2 separate regions of the Gossypium arboreum genome follow, and region 2 is linked to region 1. A link is a contact called in public Hi-C data. All regions are on one chromosome and are shown on one strand. The core of a region is the stretch at or near the end of the contact, and the rest is flanking DNA. Distances in the headings are between cores, read along the strand shown. Region 1 has its middle 36 kb from the start of LOC128291711. Region 2 holds the start of LOC128291788 (AP2-like ethylene-responsive transcription factor At1g16060).

Region 1 (6,877 bases), core at 3,191-5,690:
AATTTGTTTTTTACAAAGTAAAAAATCTGATCAACCCTTAAATGTTTTAAAATTCTAGTTGGACTTTTTTTTATTGCTTGTACTCCAATTTAATTTTTTGAGGATATTACAGTAGAAGTTTGGTTTGCTGTTTTTTTTTTTCAATTTTCAATTTAGTTAGTCCATTAAAAACCCTATCAACCTTGGCATATTATATGCACCCCAGTATGAAAAGAAAAAGAAACCCTTCTTTTTTCTTTTTTTTTTCTTTTCTAGTCATAATTAAATGAGATCTTGTTATATTAGTTGAATCATTATCCGCGTCAGTTGAGGCAAGTAGCATTCTCTTTCAGATTAGCGATCCTTATACTTATACAGGGTAAAACATAAATTTTGAGGGCGTACTTTTAACAAGGTAGATTTACCACAAACATTAAATCCAAGAGGCATCCACAACTGTACGGAAGGAATCCGAATTGAACAATCCCTGAGAATTGGCACCATTTTGCCTTGCCTTGTGTCGAAACTATTTTTTTGATAAACGGGATCGACTGGAGTTTTGAAAACGAAAATTAAAACGGAAGTCGCCACCGATCTTTATTTGATGCGATCGGATCACCTTTGTTTTAATAAAACGGCATTTTAGTCTACTAAAACGGCATTTTAGTCTACGAAATTCGAGAGAATAAGTCCGAGAGTCGATTACGTGCGAGGAAGGATTAACACCCTCGACACACCCAAAAATTGGTACCAAAAAGGAAACTAGGTAAGAAGCATTTGGTCTAGTCTTGACTCTTATGTTTTATTGTTTGACTTTTCTGCACACTAACTTTTATGTTAAGTTTTTCATACAAGAAGAAAGAAAAAAGAGAAATATTCCAACAGTAGAATGGAAATATGCTGCTTCATTAATAATCATAATTTTTTAATTGGCATTTCTATTCATGTAAAGCATTATCATTATAAGTGAACTATAATGGAAAGGGACACAAACTTTTAGGGAGATTTGAAGCTCATTTGTGGGATAAGAAGGTTTGTGAATGTGTATATAAATATAGAAAATATTGGCATCAAGAAATATTTAAAATATCATATGATAACAACATGATGTTGAATTTTCCACCAAAAATAAATATAAAACTAGTTATGTATTAGATGAAATTTCAACTTTTGTTCCTCTACAACTGGATATAGCTATCTCCATCTCACTTAGCTTTTTGACCCAAATCCAGTTTTTTGTCCTCTTTTGTGAACTTTTACGTCGAAGAAAACAAAATCTCTTTCTATAGGTGAAAGTTACAGTACATGCATCTGTTACTTTATTTTTTACAGACGGATATCAATCAAAAGAGAAGTGAAAATTCTTTCCTAAGAATCTGTTTTTTTTATTCAAAAATTAAAAAATAATAAATAATAAAAAGCTCACTGGTTGTTCGTCTTCCGTCACTGCCAAGAAAAGCTCCGATAAACGAATGTCTTAGAACCCATATGGTTCCGACGAAGGCTCGGAGTGTAGCAAAGACGAAGGCTTCCCTTCGTGACTTCTTTCTTTTTGATGTCTGTTTATTTTAAACCTTAGATCCAAGTTTCAAAAGTATTTTTTTTTTTAAAAAAGGGGGGAAAAGGAGTGAAATAGGCTAAAAATGCCTAAGTTTGCGCGCCTCTGACCACCGTCTACGGCGGGGCTATGGCGTACCACGGTGGAGCTAAGGCAGAGAGCTGTTAGACCCCTTGGCAGGCACTTGACCCCATTTTAGAGGAAAAAGAGTTCTCCAGATTTTTTTTTTTAAAACACCTACCAAAGTGATTTTTTAGAAAAACTTACTTTTATAACACCCATGAAACGACGCCGTTTGGTGCTGATTCCAATAGCCCAAAACGGTGCCGTTTAAGCCATGAGCCCGAGACCCGACCCGCTCTGGATGGAGAGTCTGCGTGTATTGACCTTTCCGCTTTTTCTACCTGTTTCAATTGTATCCTTTTTGTTTTCTTTCTTTTTAATTTGGCTTGACAATTTTTCTTTCATTTCATTTTAGTCCTTACTAAAGCTGCGCATTTTGGAGGATAGGGATAATTTCCCATTTAGTCATCGCTCCTTCAGGTGCCTTTTAGTTTGGCCCTAGTTCCTTTTTTTAAAAATCTACCCCTTTAATTTTATTTCATTTTTAATTTAATCTATAGCATTGCTAGTTAAAACGCAACGCATAAGGATCAGGGATATTTTTTCTTTTAGTCCTTGCTAGTTTCAGCGCATTACATCTTGGTCCTTGTCAGCCTTTTTTTATTATTATTTGCAATTTATTCCTTTTAATTTTATTTTAAGCTTCAAATTAACCCCTTTGTTTTAACCTTTTTTATTTATTCATTTATTTAGCTGCTTGTTTATTTATTTATTAGTCTTGTAATTTTATTCATTTGTTTATCTATTTTATATATCAGTCGTTCATTTTTTATTTTAATCCTCATGTGCACTTAGGTATTATTCCTTCATTTCTTAGCTCTTATCTTGATTTCATTGATCATTTATTTTATCTATGCCTTCATTACTATTACTATTTTGTTGTCTATCATTTTTATTATCATTTATTCATTTATTCGTTTATTACCCTTTTCATACTAAAATCAAATTATTTGTGTTCTTACTCATACACATATTGTTCCTATTATTATTATTATTATTATTATTATTATTTACATATGTTTTATTATAAATTGTACCTTTAATTTCATTTACCTTTTAATTTGATTCTTTACTTTTAATTTTTTATAAACTATTTTCCTTACACTTATTTGTGTCTTTATTTTATTTGCTTCCTTTATTATAATTAAAAATGGCATTGTCATTTCATTTGCATATTTTATCATTAGTATTATTGTTGTCATCATTGTTATCATTTATTTTTATTTTATTGTTTATTCTATTTTCTTTGATTGTTAATATTGATATTAAAATAACATGTATTATGTGATTATTACTATCATAATGTATTATGAGTTGCTTATTAGTACATTTATATTGTTGTTATTCACTAGCTTAATATTTTGTCCACACATCATTTTTAAATATTTCACTCATTTTTACCCAAATTCGTTATAAAGGAAATTTTCTTTTAGGCAATGTTCTGCATTTGAAAATTCGAGAAGTCGTGCCCTAACATACTGGGTTTCGATTTTTCCTCGTTTAACCTAAATAATGGAATATCATTTTAGAATCAAATACATGAGTTTTAAATATAAAAGCTTATTCTTGAGAATTCGAGGTGTTGTGTCTTAACTTATTGGATATGACATCTTGTTACCTTGAGGTAAGAATTTCTAAAAAATATAAAGGCAATATTTCGTATTAGGAGATCCGAGAGATCGTGTCCTAACTTATTGGGTTTCAGTTTTCCTCGTTTGACCTAAAATAACCGAATATCCTTTTAAAATTAAAATACATGAGTTTTGAAAATTAAAAAAAAAAGCTTATTCTCGAAGGTAAAATGTCGTGTCCTAAATTACTGAATGTGTCATTACTTCGAGATAAGAAGGTCTTTAACATTTATTTCGATTTATCTAAGCATTTTTTTTAAAAATTAACATTAACAAAAAGAGCAATCGTATTTTAAAACTCTTTCCAAGTTTTCTACTTTCGACACTAAGACACCAATTAATCAACTAGGTACTAATTTTGGGCGTTACGAGGGTACTAACTCTTCCTCATACGTAACCGACTCTCAAATCTATATTCTAAACTTCGTAGACTAAAAATTATTGTTTTAATAAATCAAACATTTTATTAAAATTATCACGAAAAAGAAGATAGCATTTAATTTAACAAGAAAAAGAAGATGCACGCTACCTATCTAAGAATTTCCATTTCATTAATTAACACAGCATGCGTAGCGTTTTCAATTTTCAACCTTCAATTCCTTAGAGCAAAAATTGATGGTGCTGGAATATTTGGAATATTCCTCACACCGAAGGTGTCTTTATTAACAATCATAACTATAATAAAGCAGGGCCTCATACGAATTTGGAATATTTGAAGATATTATTCAATAATAAAAATCATATTATTTGGAATATTTATCATACCAAACAATCATAACAATAATAAAGCAGGGCCCACTCCACAGAGTTAAAATTGACTGATAATATTTATAGTTGGCGGCAGCTGCACCAAGCATCCACTCTCAACACTTTGAGACCTTGAAATCTTCGATAGTCATACAACACGGAGAAAGGCGGCCCTAACATCTCTTATCTCATCTCCATTATTTAATAATATTTCTTGTGTTAATGATAAATTTTTTATAAAATATCATTTAATAATAAAATGATTTTTATACATTTGTTTTAGTCACAAATTTTAAACCGCTAACCGTAAATGCCATTCGTGATATCTACATGTTGCTGCCAAGAAAGTTCCGACAGACGTTAGCACGTTCCGACCGACGTTAGATTTGTCTGTCTTCAAAGAGACTTCTGCACATAATCATAATGACCTTTCCCCGAATAAATTTTTTGTCTCCTACGTGGGGTCCACAGGCTTTGACTATTTATTTTCAACAACAAAAAAAAAAAGGAATCGGTAGAGCAAGTGTCGGCTAATACTGGAATAAATTGATCCAACTTCTTATCGTTTAGAAAATAATAAACTATTTGTAGAAGGAAGCACCAAATATTTTGATAAGACATATTATAGTTTTAAAATTAATATATAGTTTGACCTACATATTTTTAATATAATTTATTTAGCAATTTATATTATCATATAATATTTAATTAATTTTATGAATGTTAATTTAAAATATATTTGTAACGACTCAAAATTTTTAAGAATTTAATTATGAAAATCTATAGTAATTAGATTTTTGTATCTCTGGTTCTGTGCTCTGCTTTTATGTTTAAGGTCTGAAGTTTGAGTTGCATTGTTAAAAGTTTTTAAAACAACCTTTATTCATGTGTTTCATAGTTAAATCCAATTCTAGATAGATTAGTGTTAAGAATGAGTCTGTTGGTTCATTGGTTAAGTATTTGTCTGTATTTTGTCTGGTCCTAAGTTCAAATCCCATTATATGCGTTAGGAAATATTATTTTTTTTGCAAATGCTGGAATGTGGGATGATGGTTAAATTAAAATAGTCTAAAGAATTTCTATCGTACCTTCTTCTTTGTTTTTTCTAAAGTTTATGTTCTTTTCTTGTTCCCCTTCTATTCTTTTATTTTTCCTTTTACGATATTTAATTCTGCGTTAATTGGGAGTTCTTCGTTGCTTGTAAAGTTGACTATGTGATTATTGAGTACGTTTCGTCGTTATTTTTCTCTCATTTTTGCTAGTTCTGTTGTGTTAACAATGTTCTGTCGAAACAGGATTTTGCTCAGTTGCTTGAACGTTCTGTTTAATCATTCGATTGATTACCTTTTTAGGCGAGGATAGTGCAGAGATGTTATTTCGCCATGTTAGTCTGAATTCCTCAATTTCGTGCTAGGTGAGTATGCGAATTAAGTTGGGATTGCGTTGAAACTTTCGACATAGTCTTGGCGGTAGCTTGGTTTTGCTAAAGTATTGAAATCATTGGTGTAATTGATTATTGAATGATTAGTTCTGGTTAGTCTACGCGTTGTTTCTCCATCAAAGAGAAATTAGGTGCTACCGAAAACATTAATTTTGCAAGTTTTGTCGCCAGAAATGGTTGCTGTCAATGCCACATGGTCGGACACACGGGCGTGTGTCTAGGCCGTGTGAGACACAAGACCGAGTGGCAGGCCGTGTGGGTGACCGTGTAACTCAATGTTCATCAACTTGGGGCCATATGGGCAAGACACACGGGCATATGTCTAGGTTGTGTGTGGCCATATTGGTAAAGGGTTCACATGGGCGTGTGTCTAGGCCGTGTAACTCACTGTTTGTGGTACAAAGACCACACGGCCAGGGATACGGGCGTGTGTCTAGACCATGTAACTCACTATTTGTGGTACAAAAACCATACGGCCAGGGACACGGGCATGTACCCAGGCCTTGTGAGTCACACAGGTAGGGACATGGGCGTGTGTCTAGGTTATGTAACTCACTGTTTATGCTTCGGAACCACATGAGCAAGGCACGTGTAACAGCCCGTTTTTAATTAAATCAGAACAGTGGTTTCGGAATCACAAATCTGAGTCAGAAAGAAAATTTATTTTAATATTATTGCACGGTCGGCATTAGGATAGGAAAGACGTATGAAAATTTTGATAAGAAAATTTTAGCGATTTCATGTCTAATTATAGAAAGGACCAAATTGCATAAAATGCAAAAGTTGAATTCTAGTAGCTAGAAGGATTAATTAGCTATGAAATTCAAAATTTGAGGTCCTTATATGGTAATTATGCCATTAAATAGATATTTATGATGACTCATCCATGGAATTTTGAGAAAAGAAAAGGACTAAATTGGAATTTAAAATAAGTAAAGATGATAAAAATCTAATATCATCTTATTTCATCTTCATCCCCAAAATTTTTCTATGGAAACCCTTGAAAAGAGAAATAAAATCAAGCAAGTCTGATTGGGTAAGTAATCTTGTCTCGTTTTTAGTAATTTTTATATTTCTGATATCATAATAACTTATATCTCTATTTTGGGGTTCAATTTGTAAAGATATCAAAGTATTAAAAATTTTCCATGGATGAATATGGTGAAATTTTGAAATTTATGGTAGAAAATGAAAGGTTGTTGATAGATAAACAACTTTTGTAAAGGAAATTTTCATGAAATTGTTATTTAGGGACTAAATTGTAAAGATGAAAAATGCATGGAAAATTTCTGATTTTTTTGAAATACATGAGCTGTAAATGTTATGTGTACAAATTGGTTAGGCTTGAAATAAGAATTAAATTGCATGAGTTTCATTTTCCGAGCCTAGGGACGAAAT
Region 2 (6,877 bases), core at 1,749-4,248, 51 kb before region 1:
GGGAGGACCAAAATGGGCAATATCCCCTCCTCCCAAAACGCACAGCACCAAGAGGGACCAAATTGAAGGTCAAAATAAATTACAGGGCAAAATTATAAATAATGAAAATTTTAATTTCAAAACAATAAAAAAGCGAAAGGGCTAAAAGTGCAATTAGCCCTTCCATTAAAAACACGCGGATTCTAGGCCTAGAGCGTGTCGGATCCGGGTCGGCCAAGGCAAAACGACATCGTTTTGAGGCTTATGAACTTAAGCCAAAACGACGTCGTTTTATTTTACTATATAAGACAAATTTTTTTTTTTAAAACTTCACTTTTCTCCCCTCCTCTTCAAAAAACAAAACAAAAAAAAAACTCTCTCAAACTCTTTCAACTCCCCAGAGCTTCGACTAGCGGTCCACCCATCAGCCACCGCGCCGTCCGTAGGTTGCCGACGACTGCGCCACCGTATACGACGGCAGAAGGCCAAAAATCGCTCTTTTTCCGGCGAAATCAAAAAGGCAAGTTTTTTTTTTATTCTCTTGCTATATTTATGTATATATATGTATTATTTTTTAAAAATAAAAAGAGGAAGATATATATGCACGTATATGAGTAGATTCAAAAAAAAAAAGAAAGAAAAAAATAAAACACCTTGGTTGATCTGTTTGATTCTCTGTTTCTGCTTTTGTTTGTAATTTTTTTTGTATTCCAAAGAGTCCCCTTTTACAATCTAACTTCTAGGCTTTTATATAGCCATTTTACAAGAGATTTTTTTTATATAATTGCTGTCATTTCAATCTTTATTTTTGCAGGTGCAAGTGGATGGTGGCCACAGTGGCGGTGGTAGCAGGTGGCGCAGCAGTGGGCAGAGACTAAGGAGCAGAAATGGCTCCTAGGGTTTCTGTTTTCTCCTCTCTTTTTTTTTAATTATTGTGGGCTACGGTTTAATTAATTTGGGCCAAAATTGGGTTTCTACAGCTGCCCCTCTTTGCTTGTTGTCGTGTGACGAGAACAGAGCAAAGACTTCTAAGAAAGACCAATTTTGTCCGGTCCCACCGAGTCTTGACTTCTTTAATGCTCCTCTTTTTCAGGTAGCCTCATTTCAGTCCACTGTATCTTGTTGTTTCGATCCACTCCATTGCAACTTTAAAGAAATAAGACTTGTGATTTTGACCCACTCCACTGCTCCACTGCAACTTCAGGGAGATAATGTTTGTTTTGACTTGCTCCACTTCAGAGAGATAAGATCTGTTTATTCATAGCTTCAATCTGTTCCACTGCAACTTCAGGGAAATAAGATTTGCTATCTTCAGTCTGCTCCACTGCAACTTCAAGGAGATAAGACTTGTGACTTCAATCTACTCTGTTGAAACTTAAAGGAGATCTGCTGTGGCTTCTAGCCGCTCTGACGCCATTTCAGGGAGAAGAGATTTGTAGCTTCGATCTACTCCGCTGAAACTTCAAGGAGATACTAATGGTGGCTTCGAGCCTCTCCAGTGCCATTTCAGGGAGAATGGATTCATAGCTTCGATCTGTTTCCCTATTGCTTAGGGTGATAAGATCTGTAAATTCAGCCTGTTACCCTACTGCTTAGGGTTTAAGGCCCATCGCATTCGATTTGTTTCCCTATTGTTTAGGGGGTTAAGATCTGTAAATTCAGTCTGTTACCCTACTGCTTAGGGGTTTAAGGCCTGTCGCCTTCGATCTATTTCCCTACTGCTTAGGAGGTTAAAATCTGTAAATTTAGCCTGTTACCCTACTGCTTAGGGGGTTTAAGGCCCATCGTCTTCGATCTGTTTCCCTACTGCTAAGGGGGTTAAGATCTGTAAATTCAGCCTGCTACCCTACTGCTTAGGGGGTTTAAGGGAAGTTTTTTTTTATTCTCTTGCTATATTTATGTATATATATGTATTATTTTTTAAAAATAAAAAGAGGAAGATATATATGCACGTATATGAGTAGATTCAAAAAAAAAAAAAAGAAAGAAAAAAATAAAACACCTTGGTTGATCTGTTTGATTCTCTGTTTCTGCTTTTGTTTGTAATTTTTTTTGTATTCCAAAGAGTCCCCTTTTACAATTTGATTTCTAGGCTTTTATATAGCCATTTTACAAGAGATTTTTTTTATATTATTGCTGTCATTTCAATCTTTATTTTTGCAGGTGTAAGTGGATGGTGGCCACAGTGACGGTGGTAGCAGGTGGCGCAGCAATGGGCAGAGACTAGGGAGCAGAAGTGGCTCTTAGGGTTTCTGTTTTCTCCTCTCTTTTTTTTAATTATTGTGGGTTAGGGTTTAATTAATTTGGGCAAAAATTGGGTTTCTACAATTACATTATGATATAGTCGTGGAAGAAATTTGGGTAAAGTTGAAATAATTATGATTTTGATGTTTTGGGGTTAAAATTCATTGTGTTTTTGTATTTGACCACTTCCCTTGAATAATTTTCATTTTCAAGCAGGGCCCACGACAAGATATGATTGGTTTGGGAGAAGCATTTTGGCAAGTGAATTTATTAAAGAAAAGGAAACATCAGTGTTGTATAGTAGCTGTTGCCAAGCCTGAGCCATGTAATTAATTTTGGGCTTGCTTTTTATTTATTTTCAAAGTATGGGTCTGCGTTTTTGCTTTTGTAAGTTGTGAGGCATGCAAATTGCAAGCGATTCTTATCCTACAAATGAGCTTCAAATCTCCCTAAAAGTTTTCTGTCCCTTTCCATTATAGTTCACTTATAAAGATAATGCTTTACATAAATAGAAATGTCAATTAAAAAATATGATTATTAATGAAGCAGTATGTTTCCATTCTACTGTTGGAATATTTCTCTTTTTTCTTTCTTCTTGTATGAAAAACTTAACATAAAAGTTAGTGTGCAGAAAAGTCAAATAATAAAACATAAGAGTCAAGACTAGACCAAATGTTTCTCCCCTAATTTCCTTTTTTTTTTTGCTTTAATTATTATCTCAGTCAAAAAAATAAAATTAAAAATAAAAATGATGATATTATTTATCTCGGAGACCATAACTTCAAACCGAAGCAATAAGAGAGTAGAGAAAAAACCGCTTCAAGACGGCCGACATATCCTTGTATCAACACTCTCTCTTCCCTTCTATTTCTTTTTTCCCACTCAAACAAAGACCTTAACCTTTGCTTTTTCCTGGATCCTTTGAAATCGTTTCTCATTCTTTTGCCCCTCCCATTCTTAAGGTTTTCAGAGTGAGGATGTGTGTTTGTTACTCTTGACCTCAGCTTTTTCTGTTTTTAGTTTTTTTATGGCGAAGGCGAAAATCTCACATCAAAACCAGAAGAACGGTTCGGATAATGAAAAACCTGCTGCACAACCTACAACCAAACTCAAGCGCACTCGTAAAACTGTTCCCCGTCACTCTCCTCCCCAATGTAGCTCCACGTATCGAGGCGTTACTAGGTAATTATACATACATACATATATTTTATATATAGTTATAAGGGATTGGTGATCTTTCTTGGAGATTTTGTCCATTCAAGATATACGGACAGTCTCAATTCTATTTTATTTTGCTTTTTCTTGGCATTCTGTTTTGATTTCTCGATGGTTTCATTAATAAGGCACCGATGGACAGGGAGATTTGAAGCTCATTTGTGGGATAAGAATTGCTGGAATGAATCGCAGAACAAAAAAGGAAGACAAGGTAATAATACATGGTTTTATCCAACTTACCGGCATAGCTGTCATTTTTCTGCTCAACCTCGTGTTTGTTTGCATCAGACGATGAAACCGTGCCACTGTCGCTTCAAATCATCTCGCTACTATCTCTGGGGAGGCCGAGGTTGATGTAGAGGGAAGTAGACCAAGTCAGGTGTGTGAATCTATTTGAAACTTCTTTTCCCTTTGAAATTTGGGTATCAAATGGTCATTATTAAGTGCCAACCATATAATTTACTCATTATTATAAAAAAAAAAAACTTCTCTCGATTAACAAATCATTTTTCAAGTTAATTCCTAAAATTAATGGGTTTATCTTAAAATTTTTTTTTCTTTTCATTAGTTTTCTTCTAAATATAATATTTTATAACCCTTTTATTGATAAATTTTTTCTAAAGAAAATAGAAAAACCTTAAAAAACACTTTAGATTTACTCTTGTTGTTACCATTATGATATTTCCTTCAAGGTACATAAAATAATCCTCAAAGTTGGTCCTTGAAATAGAAAATAAAATCTAGAGTTAAAAATATAATTTTGAAAAATCCAATTGTTCAATCAATAATTATATAAGAAAACATTATGAACATTTAATTTTTATAGGAAAAATGTAAAAGAATTAATTGATAATGATTTTTAATTTTATAAATTGATTAAGAGATTATCATGTGTTCTATTTATTATTTGTTTTAATTTTAAATCCATAATAAGTAATTATACATATCACTAATAATATAATTTAGTGTTAAATTATTTACCAATGGATTAAAAAATTATTTTTACAAATATTAAATTATTTATATAATTTTATTATATATTATATATTTAAAATTGTGTTTTCTATTATTTTGATAGCATTTAGTTAATTTCTAACTTTAATTTCTTAAAACATAAACAAAAAGATTATGCAATCAATTGGATAATTTCAACTATAAATAAAGACAATTAATTTCTTAAAGCCATCTACTTTTGCTGATTGTGCATTCTATTTAGAGTGTTTTTTCTCTACAAAACTCAATCTATATCGTCAAAATTATTTCTTCTCAACCCATCCTCTTAAAACTATTTTTCAGAATTCATCCTGTACAAATCATTTTCTTAGACCCCTAAACCCTAAAAAATAATGGAAATCCTAAACTTAGACACTTAAAAATAAAAATCCTAAACCCTTATTTGATAAACCCTAAACCCTAATATTGACACAAACCTTAACCCTAATCCTAATCTTAACCCTAAATAATTAAAAATGAAAAAAAAACCCTAAGTGGCGTGGGAGATTTGAAGCTCATTTGTGGGATAAGAATTGCTGGAATGAATAGCAGAACAAAAAAGAAAGACAAGGTAATAATAAAGGTTTTATCCAGCTTACCCGCATCGCTGTTATTTTTCTGCTCAACCTCGTGTTTGTTTACATCAGACAATGAAATCGTGCCACTGCTACTGTTGCATCAGACGTTGATGTAGAGGGAAGTGGAGCAAGTGACGTGTGTGAATCTATTTGAAGCTTCTTTTTCCTTTAAAATTTGGGTGCTTAGTGTTAGGAGATTAGTAACATCTGATTTAATAATGATTATAAAAGGAAAAAAAAATACTCAATCTTAACGAATTGGACATAATTTTTTTAATGGACAATTAAAATGAAAAAAAAAATCTAAAGAAAAAAACTTGATTCCAGCTTTGATAAAAGATTAAATTAATTTTTAATTAATTTATTTAATTATTCTCTTTTATGACTTTGATAGTTTAGTTGGCTTTGATATGATGATATTAATATTGAAATTAATTTATCAAATAATATAATTTTTTAGTCCCAATACTAAATTTTCTTTCTTCAACTTATTAGTGTTTTACATGTAGTCAAATTTCTTAAACTTCCAATTTACATTTATAAGTCATTTATTTACACTTTCAGTTGCATTATCCATGCAATCAAATAACACAAACTGAAACACCCACGAGAAGAAAAAGTCCAAAAAAAGGGAAGAAGCATGAACTGTTGGAGAAAATGCGTAGCTGAAAAGAATTTGGTGGAATGGGGGCGTTTTGAACCTCGTGGAAGAAGTTGAGCGAAGAGGAGATAGATGAAGAAGAGAGGTACGAGCAAGAGTAGACAGATTCATGCTACTCTTTGCTATGGTTATGTTGAACGGGTTTTTATGAATTATCCACTCTCTATGCTGTGCGGGGAGTGTTACAGTTAGCGACAGCTGCACCAAGCATCCACTCTCAACACTTTGAGACCTTTGAAATCTTCGATAGTCATACAACACAGAGAAAGGCGGCCCTAACAATATCCCTTATCTCATCTCAATTATTTAATAATATTTCATCAAACTTTTAATTTAAAAATTTAATGTGTTAATGATAAATTTTTTATAAAATATTATTTAATAATTGAAATGGAATATAAAAAAAAAGTGATGTTCTATTTCCTACAATCTTTTACAAATAAATGTTCGGAGATTATGTAATTAAATAAATAAAATTAAATAAAAAAAGTAAATGCAATTTAAAATGATTACTTTAAAATTTCAAACAAAGAAGCTTTATATATATACACATACACTTGGGTTCATTGAGTGTGAAATATCTTGTTAAGATGTGGGATACCATTGCCGAGTGCCAATCATCCAATCTGTAAAATGGGTACCCATGCTCATGCTTATTACTTAACCAGCTTCTTCCCAAATTGGATTAAACAGATTTTATATATCTATTTATGGTTCAAAGAATTAAACTGATTTCGGTTGGCAAAAAGTTATAACGAATTAGCCTTTAAAAATAGATGTTTAAGAAATTTGACTACCTGTAACTCTAAATAATAAGTTCAAGGAAGAAAAATAAAATTTTATATTACTTTATAAATAAATTATTTGATAAATTAATTTCAATATTTATCCTCAGATTAAAAATTTCTATATTTTATTGACAATTGTTACTTTATATTCTATTTCAATTGTTACTGTACGTCATAAAATTTTAAATCTCTTTATTTGTTATAGCTTTTATCTATGGTATTAAAATAAATTAAACTATCAAAATCATAAAGAATATAAATAAATAAATTAAAAAATAATAAAATCTTATATCAAAGCTGGAATCAAGTTTTCACTTCTTTCAGATCTTACTAATCTCTTAACACTAAGCACCCAAGTTTGGAATAGATTGAAAATATTAGATTCACATCAGGTGTAGTGGATGAAGCTAACCAATTGA

The links. A called contact is a pair of places that touch in the nucleus more often than the background predicts.
Region 2: a Hi-C map of leaf shows a contact between it and region 1, with 1.7 times the contacts expected there. The contact joins the promoter of LOC128291788 here to the enhancer-like site in region 1. A contact is called at or near these places in 2 of 5 Hi-C or Micro-C datasets (both in leaf).

The regions. Positions count from the first base shown.
Region 1 is chr4:5,129,239-5,136,115 of ASM2569848v2, reverse strand. No RefSeq gene overlaps it. Among protein-coding and RNA genes, the nearest start is that of LOC128291711, 36 kb to the right of the region's middle. Within about 2 kb of position 4,440, at least 1 of the 2 cell types and tissues checked has an H3K27ac peak or open chromatin away from gene starts, as enhancers often do. A contact at or near this core is called in leaf, where this site is marked.
Region 2 is chr4:5,178,678-5,185,554 of ASM2569848v2, reverse strand. LOC128291788 (AP2-like ethylene-responsive transcription factor At1g16060) reads left to right here and starts at 2,998. Exons shown (of 4, transcript XR_008281679.1): 1 at 2,998-3,405; 2 at 3,567-3,649; 3 at 3,727-3,817; 4 at 5,574-6,082.